Linked DNA regions of Mus musculus: region 2 is linked to region 1. Evidence: chromatin contacts called from public HiChIP or PLAC-seq data. All regions are on one chromosome and are shown on one strand. The core of a region is the stretch at or near the end of the contact, and the rest is flanking DNA. Distances in the headings are between cores, read along the strand shown.

Region 1 (4,459 bases), core at 916-3,415:
CTGGTAGGGTAGTCAGAGACTCATCCTCCTTTCTGTCCATTTTATCAGATCGGAAGCTCAAGGCCAGTTCTGCTTGGCTGACACTAAGGTTTCTGTCCTCCCTGTTCTAGGACTTTGACCCTTTGAAGCTCAGGAAGGGTGGGAACAGGAAGGGACAGTAGTGCTGCTGTGCTGGCTCCAGGGCTTCGGCATCAGGGTCAGGGTTTGTGCCTGAAGTTCCCACCCATAGCCGAGTCATCAGGCCAACGCCCTTGGGCCAGCCGAGCCATCCCTGTGGGAGGTTGGCAGAGCCCGAGGGATGGTAGCTGGGATTGAGGCTTTCTGAATACTATCCTGCCTCCAAAGGTCAGGCCCAAAGAGAATAAGGTTCCTTTTACCACGGCTGGGGGACAAGAACTCCAGCACCAAGAAGGCCAAGTGTGCCATGACCCAAGTCTGGGCTGTTCTCTCTGTGGTTGAGGCTGGGAGGCCTCAGCTTCTTCACTGTGAACAGCACAGCCTTGGCAGCCATACCCTGGCCTACTCACTGTACACCGCCTGCACACTGAAATTTGTGCCCCAGACTAACCTGTCCTCTTGGGGAGTCTCCTCCAGACCACATGGCCTTTGCATAACATCCCACTTGTGGCTCCAGACATGGCTGCTTCTAAACAGGTAGGAGTAAGGCGGGGTTCTGCATGGAGGAGAAGGAGGAGTGAGGGGGAAGAAGGGGCTATGATGATGGTAAACTGAGTCCCAGTTAGTGGCACCAGGTGTGGCATAAAGCAAAGAAATGTTTGTAGAGAATTTAAACAACCTTGCGCACACAGCTCAGTGGAAAGGCAGGTCTTTTTCAGATAGTCGACAGTTGTGTTTGTCAAAATGTTCAGTCTATGGGCAGAGCAAAAATGCAGCAGTGGGTTGGGTGACCATGAGAGGGGTGAATGAGAAAGGTGTGCATAGGGTAGTCCAAGCTGGAACAGGAGGGAGGAGAGATAGCCCCTTGGCAACTCCATTGCTTTGGGCTAGAAATATGACTCCTCTTTCACACTCCCATATTCTATCTATTGGACCCCAGAACATTCTAGATCTCCCCCCCTCTGTTCCCCAACATTCACACCCCTGGTGAGTTCTGCAGAATGAACTCTGAGGACATTCCCGAACTTGACCCCATCCCTCCGTAAGCTTCTCTATTTCAGACCATCCTCGTGTGCAGACCTAGCTGCTCCGGCCTGATCCCTGCCCCATGTCTCTCTTGCTGCTAGCCTCCAATGCCCCAGCGTGCCTCTGCAGGAGACTTGCTTCTGTGGATACAGCCCTTTTCTGCAGTGCCTGACTGCTTGGGCTAACCTACCCCTGCCCACCTAGGGTTCCCTGGAGCCGCCACATCTCCCAGATGCTCGGTAGGCTAAAGTTGCTGCCTGGCCTGGGACCACTCCCTTTGCCCCAGACATTGCTTCCTGATGTTCAGAAGGCCTCTTTCCTTTCCTCTTTTCCAGAAGGCCCCACTACCCCATGTGTTTTCTCAGGCATGCCCTTGCTGGCCACCAGGTCTTCCATGATGACCCTCCTCACCACCGTGCTCTTCCTCTCCCTAGAGAAGTGTAGCTTCCTCAGAGCTTGGTCACTTACAGATAGTGTTCCTGTCCTCAGTGTGAAATAGCGGGGGCTTCAGGAAACAGGTGCTCTAGGAAACATGATGGACTTTCAGTGGGAAACCTGGGTGTCTTGGATAGTAGGGGAACTTGCAACATGTCCCTATCCTTTCCCCAAACTCAGTCTCCCTACCTGTGTTCTAAGGCTCAGCTCCCCTTCTCACAGCTAGTAGCATCGTGTTGGGGGAACCAAGCCTTTCCTTTATCCTTGAAGAGGGTTACCATGGAAACAGTCTTGGCTCGGGCTTAGGGAGCATCCAGTCCTTTGTTAGACTTGGGCCTGCCTTCGGCTTCCCCCTCCCCCGGCTTCCCCATCCCCCGTAGCCTGAGATCTAGCTGTGAAGAGACCAGTGACTAAGGCGGGGCCGCACAGGGAGGGGGGCATTATTTTGGCTGTACACCCCTCCCCTTCCCTCCCCAAATTGATGTTTGCGTCACCAGTTTGAAAAGCTCTCGAGGACAGGGCAGTGTAGCCGGAAGATCAAGTCCCTGGGCACTTGACCCAGAGGCATATTCCCAACCCACGTGGCTTTAGGGACCAGCTCTCCGCCCTTTTCCGTGCCCCGGGCCCTGGCATTTCCCGCTCTCCGTTCTGCAGTGATAAGCAGGGTGGGCGCCGTTGCCTGCTCGCGCCCACCGGGGCAGGATGTGGGCCTGGCGGGTGCGCAGCGTAGTCAGCGTGGCCACAGGTGGACACTCCCGGGTCCCTCTTCAGGGCCCACATATCCAGAGCGGGACAGCTGCTCACGGGGAGGCCGCGGTGAAGTCGGGCCGTTGACTCCGGGCTCTGACTTTCAGCCTGGCTTGGAGCCATGGGGCAGGCATGCCGGGACTCTCAGGAAGAGCCCGGACTCCAGCGGCAGGTGGCGAAGCTCAGCTGCTGAGTGCCAGTCCCTAGCGTGGCCAGCCGCCTTTGGCCAGTGCAGCTAGGGCGTGCGCCAAAGCCACCGCCGCTGAGGATGTTGGACGCCACCAGGAGGCGCTGCGAGCGTCGCGGATCGTCAGTGCGTGTGTCCGAGCGGTGGCTCTGGCAGAAAGCTATCCAGGCGCAGGGGCGCTAGGCGCTGGTCCGCGGAAAGCCGAGGCGCAGGTCCTAGAACTTTCTACCCGGAGATCACACACTCTGAGCCCTGCTGATTGCAGGTCTCTGCTCCAGATCGCAGGGCTGGTGCGCTAAGGGTTTCAGTAGAGAGCAGGGCTTAGACACTGCAGCCCACGGCCCTGTCCTGTCCCGCAGAATTCAGATCTCCGTTCTGCCTTTTCCCATCTGTGAGACATAGGCAAGTTCCTAGACTTCTTGGTGTCTGATTTTCCTGCCTTGTGAGATGAGATTGCTGCGAGTAGCGGGTTCACCGGGTTGCGACAGGAAACCTGGATCACTCCCAGATGTACACATGTTCCTGCCCATCACAGCACGGTTGACTAGTAGGTTGGGCGATGCGGGGCCTCAGCAGTGGAGACACAGAGAAGCAAGTCGCTGAGCACTGTGTCCTGGCAGGTGCTCGTGAGGACCAGACGGCATTTAGACTAAACTTTTCTCCTCCTGGCGAGACAAGAACAATGAGAGGCTCCCCCAGGTTGATTTGGGAGGCAAATTCAGTGCCAGACCACCCTCTTCCTCCCAGCAGAGACCGTCGCCCTTGGTCGTTGTGCTCTCGGTTGTCCTCCCGCGTCATACAGTCTACGCCCCTCGGAGGCTGCCCACTGGTGTGCAGACTGTAGTGGACAGCATCCCGCAGCGGGCGAATGCTTATAGTGCGGGGCTTGTTGCCTGACACATTAGAGGGCCTGCAGCCGAATCAGCTCAAGTTCGCTGACTAGAGGCATGTAGGGTGATGAAGAGGGCCCATTCCAAGCCTCTACCGCGAAGTACCTAGGCCAGGTTCACTTCTGCACAGGGACAATCAATACATCCACATCATGGCTAATGGGTAGGGCTGGGGGACGCTGTTGGAAAGAGATAAAGTCAGGGAAGACTGTCCTAGACAGATCTGCTAGGACAAAGAGTAGGAAGTGGCTTGCCTACAGGGAGTCAGTGGAAACTGAGAAGGACTCCAGGGCGGGGCTGTGCTCTCTCTCTTTACCCATACACTCTTGCCTTCTGACCACGTCTGTTCTGTTCGCGCAAATTTTTAGAGGCTCGAAGCCCCGTCAACCTTTCTGACCACACGAGGGCAGCAGAACGCAGCTGTGAGGAGGGACAGGTGGCACGCCCAGTAGGGGGCTCTTCCAGAAGGCAGGCTGAACTCCTCAGGGCTCCCTTCCAGTTCCTCTGTGCTCACGCTTGGGTCTGTACTCCCCCAAACCCGAGGTACAGCTCTCCGAACCTCGGTGCCTCCTCTTGGGAAATGGGAGCAATCAGATTTTCATCTTCGGGAACGGATTACTGAGTGCTTTAGTAGATTTGCTGTAAGGCTGTGGAAAACTCACCCACCCTGAGTCTGCTTCCCCGAGTGAAAAGGAGGAATGAGAATGGACCCATAATGTGGGATTTGGGGGCAAGATAAATGACTCAATGAGCAATGCCTTCCAGGTACCCAGTACGCTAAATTGTAGTTCTTGACAATTACAATTTGTGACTTGGGGCTGAGAGTGGAAAGAGACCCCCGTGTTCAGGTGTTCACGCCAAAAGCTTTCCAGGAGGAATGATTTATTCATTAGGGAAGAGGTGGTCAAGATCCTTTGGGACTGTCCATTTGACAGAAGGGACACTGGGGACCAGAGAGGCTGGCAGAGCCAGGCCTGGGATTCCCACCTGATTCCTGAAGGTCAGTTATCCTGCCTGGTTGCAGGACCTTTCCTTGATGGAGGGTTCTCAGGTTGTC
Region 2 (4,459 bases), core at 1,148-3,647, 160 kb after region 1:
AAGCCTTTAACAATTAACTTTTAATTAAAAGTTTACAAAGAGAGCAAAAATACAATGCAGTTAATTTACAAATGCTTTCTTTAACTATTCTAAAAGAAAAATCAATACAGTTTCATTGAAAGTCTTCCAGAGAATAATACTGCCCCACTGCCACTTTTTGTTAAAACATTATGACTAAGATATATATGTATATCTTATGTTCCACATTGCCCAACAGAATCCTCTGATATTACTTGACTTATGACTGTTTAATAGGTACTAATTATTTATTTGCATTTGCCATCTAATCATTAAGTAGAAAATTCTTAACAATATAGAAATAAACAGCTAAGACAATTTTCTCCCAAAACTTTCTAAAAGAACGCACTTTTTTCCAGTTTAAATATTAGAGTTTGTACACTCAGTATTTTAAGGAAATGTCCTAGTCTATACAAAAAGACAATACATTGGAACAAATGCTATTTTTGAAGGAATACATGCATTTTTATTGTTTACATATAAAATACTGTAAGGGTCAGCCAGTGCTGGCCCATTATTAGCAGTCTTGGAAGCATTCTAAGCATATTCCTAGAAAGTCATGTTATCAACAGTGGTAATCCCTCTCGCAGCATTTTGATGTGTTGTCCTTTTAGGAACCTAAAATTGATTCCCATTTTTTCGCTGTTGAAATTCTGTTTCCAGTTTTTAAATGATTTTCCTCGGTTTCTTTCTATTACTTTACTGTTTGATTTCTAATATTCTCAGGAGGAAGTTTAAATTACTGGCACCAGATCTTTCTTCTTTCCGGGGTACACAGCTAGTGTTACAAATCTACATGTGGACCTTGTTTTTGCTGCAGACCACAAGGTTGGTGACTTGGTTCCATTTCTTCCTCCCCAGTTCCTTCTTTGTCCCTTTTATTTTCAGGAATAGAATCCAGGGCTTCGCTATGCACTAGACAAACACTACACCACTGACCTCCACACCCAGCCCCTTTTTCCAAATTTATTTTTGACTTCTTTTAAGTTCACATTTAGATCTGACTTGCAGTTTGGAAGCTGCACAATTCACAATTTGGAAATCATGGGAAACACAACCAATAACACCTATAAACCAAATCTGCATGTGAGGATGGATGGGGTGGGGGGCTCCTGTCATGCATAGGGAGAGGACCTTTGAGTCTACTGCAAACTCACGGGAGGTACCAGGAGTCTCACCAGATAGGAGAGGCACCACTACCATAAAACAGACCTCAATTGACTTAAACTAGGGATCAGTCTTAGAGAATAGATATGAGGGACAGGATACTAGAATCAGACTGAGAGAATGGTTGGGTGTGTGCCCTGGGGAGTTAGGTCTGTGTGTTTGTGCTGTTTTGCCATTCATCCAATGATGGACACCCACACTGAGTCCATGACTTAACAAGTGCTGTACAGGAGTTTATATTCCTTCAGGCGTGGCACAGTCCTGGGCAAGTTATGAAAGGAGTCAGATTAAATCTCTAGATGTTTTCAGGAGAGGCTGCCAGCCCTAACAGCTGCCACACATCCCTCCATATACACCCCCACCACAGATGATGGCTTCTGTGTAGTCCAATGAGAAAATTTTCTTCTTAGGGTACTTTTTAAAACATTTTTGAGACCTGTATAATTAGTCCATTTGTGTCATGAGAAAACTTCGTTTCAGCTGTTTGTTTTTTCAATAAGATGACTTTCCTTAACAGGCAAAAAAGCAGTACTCATCTTTATTATTGATTTGAGATAGTATATATATATTCAGGAAAGTTGTCTTAATTTCACATTAATTACATACATTGCTTTCCTCCTTTATCTTTATACATAAAATAGGCTGTTGATATATCTTGAAGAATTTTAAAGGATATTAAATGTTTGATTAAAAAAAAAAAAGGAGTTCGTGCTGAATACCTGTTCTCTCAGCGAACACTCACTCAATCACAAAGCAAATGTCAGTGTTTCTTCTGGAAAAAATCTTATCCAAAGTTTACAATCAAAATTACAAATGGATGGGATTAGCTCTTAAACATACTAAAAGATGTATCATAGATGTAAAACCAACTGTTTTACAGTTTTCGAGCTCACTCTCATGTGGTTCCACATACTCTGGTTCCAGGAGTTAGTGCTACGGGGCCTGCTCACTCACCCCACAAAAAAATGAGCGATAAGACTGAGGGCGGGAGGTCATTATGAGCTGGTCGCCCGGGAGGGCGAGTTTGGACCGTGCAGTACCTTGCTAGCTGAACAGGACAGGGTTAATGTCTAGAATATACAAAGACTCAAAAAATGAATACCTAGAAGTCAAGTGATGGGCTACGGATATGAGAATACAGTTCTCAAGAGTGTTCAAACGGCCAGTTCCACCCGAATATGAACCGACAGCTAGAATGCCAAGGTAGCTGCACGGGACCTTCCTGCTAGACTGAAGCGCTAGCAATGGAGAAGCTGGGCGGAGCCTCCAGTGCAGTAGCGGCGACGGCGCGGTTACATGACGTCATCCTGAGGCGCTGGCCAGTAGCGTCATCAGTTTGAGCCGCTTTCCTTGCCTTGGTCCCTGAGAACCGTCTTCCGACCCTTCCTCCTTCGGTGCTGACTGCTCCCGCGGCTCTTTACGCTGAGATGTTTCACTGACTTCTGCCTGAGATCTGGAAAAGGAACACTGCCCAATAGATGAACATGTGTGAAAAATAACTTCCAAGGAACATCATGGTACTAAGTATCAAATGGAAAGGGAAAGCGAGCAGGCATATTTCTGCCATGGCAGAAACAGCTCTCATAGGCTTCAGAAATAGCCTCCTCCCCGCCGCACCCCACCCCCACCCCCGAGTTCGTCTTCCTCCTGATGCGGGAGGCTTGACTCCAGGTGTTGTTTAGTTTCCTTATCAGTAGCACGTGATGGGGTTCACATATCCACTGCCAGGTCTAGTGGTTGCTGCTTGTTACTAATCCCGAGGCTATCCTCAGATCCCTCATCTCTTCCGCTTTCTTACAGTGCGCAGGGACTGTGCTAAACAGAAAACTGTCAGTCACTGCGGGAATGTGCCTCCCTGATCGCCGCGATCGCCCGCTGCCGCAGCTGTTTCTCCTTCACACGCATAGGCTCCCTGTCTTGCATGGGAGGGAGCAGACCCAGGGGACACCAGACCAACTTGAGTTCACATGGGTTGACTATCCACACCTCTCTCCTCTGTCTTTGGTATCCCGTGAAGTGTGCTGTGTCTCCTCTACCCTGTGATTCCTGTTCATCTCAGGAAGCAGCTGAAAGGGTCAGGAAGGTCCTGGGACATTAAACTACTGTTTGGATGATGTTTGTCTACACTCATTTTCTGGGGAATGATGCGGCTGCCAGACCACGTTAGTGGTCAACTGTCAGGAGTCACATGTGTCCTGAGTCCCTGTGGCCTGAGGGCTCCAGCTATCCCTTCAGTTCTTGGCACAGAGATGTGCTCATGACTGCTGAGCAAGGACAGCTCACAAATCTGTCAGGTTCGAGAGCTCTTCTGCTTGACCCCCTCACTACAGAGGAGGCATCTGGGACCTCACTGCCTCTGGATGTACATCCACTATCCCTCTTCCCAAAATCCCCACAATCACACCTGGACTCATGCTTCAGGTTTCTGTCCAAGGGCTCCAGCTCCCTTATGGCTGGTCCTGTGATGAGGCAAACCATCGTGGTGGCTGGTGAGCAGAGTGACTTGTCTTAAGGTGGACAGAAAGCAGAGAGAAGGAAGGGACCATGATCAAAACATACCCATACAAGTCACTTACTTTAACAAGTAGGCCTACTTTTACTAGTTCTGCCATTTGACAATCACCATGTGAAATATCACCCTAAGTAGTTGTATATAGCCTGTAACTCAGGGCCCACAGGCATAACAGGAGCTATGAGTATTATCCAACACATCTGTACATACTGTCAATCACGATGTCGAGATGTGAATGGACACCCCTGGAAAATACCATTATATCGGACACAGTCAGGTATGTGTGTTTCTAAAGTTCCTGGGCATCTCTCAATCCTCACAGCCTGGGGGTCAGTGATGCAGACCATCAGGAGGCCCTGGGAACCGACAGACAGAAAGGACACAAGTTTTCATGTAGCCTGGGCTAGAGTGAGACGCTTTCTCAAAACAAACAAAACCCAAACCCTCAAGAGCTAATGATACAGCCCAGTGGTAGAGCTTTGCCTCCCATAAGCCAGGCCCTGTAGTCGAATCCACAGTCACACATACCACCTCACTTCTCCCCCAACACAAGTGTAGGCAAGTGTGAGCATAAAAGTTACAGAGACTCTTAGGAGGAGTCTGTACATTTCCCCTGTGTGGCTCGGTTTCTATGCCTCAGACTGGGTGGGGGCCCCTCCATTCTGCTGAGGAGATGTGTGTTCACAGTTCATTCACCCAGTTTGTGTTCATTTATTCATTCCCTGCTCAGCACCAGGTCCTGGAAGGTAAAACATGGGCCCT

Evidence for each region. HiChIP or PLAC-seq counts read pairs in DNA pulled down with a chosen protein or histone mark.
Region 2: an H3K4me3 HiChIP or PLAC-seq map of embryonic basal ganglia shows a contact between it and region 1, with 2.6 times the contacts expected there. The contact joins the promoter of 4930471M09Rik here to the enhancer-like site in region 1. A contact is called at or near these places in 1 of 39 promoter capture datasets (embryonic stem cells), 1 of 15 datasets of contacts at CTCF or cohesin (the NIH/3T3 cell line), 2 of 484 Hi-C or Micro-C datasets (Th2 cells and embryonic fibroblasts) and 14 of 115 datasets of contacts at active chromatin or transcription factors (craniofacial prominence, embryonic basal ganglia, embryonic forebrain and 9 more).

Annotation. Positions count from the first base shown.
Region 1 is chr6:91,283,001-91,287,459 of GRCm38.p6, forward strand. No RefSeq gene overlaps it. Among named protein-coding and RNA genes, the nearest start is that of Fbln2, 72 kb to the left of the region's middle. Within about 2 kb of position 2,166, at least 64 of the 459 cell types and tissues checked have an H3K27ac peak or open chromatin away from gene starts, as enhancers often do. A contact at or near this core is called in embryonic basal ganglia, embryonic forebrain, forebrain and 1 more, where this site is marked.
Region 2 is chr6:91,438,457-91,442,915 of GRCm38.p6, forward strand. 4930471M09Rik (RIKEN cDNA 4930471M09 gene) reads right to left here and starts at 2,398. Exons shown (of 3, transcript NR_045980.1): 1 at 1,905-2,398. It overlaps 1810044D09Rik (RIKEN cDNA 1810044D09 gene), which reads left to right and starts at 2,531. Exons shown (of 2, transcript NR_038153.1): 1 at 2,531-2,702; 2 at 2,986-3,299.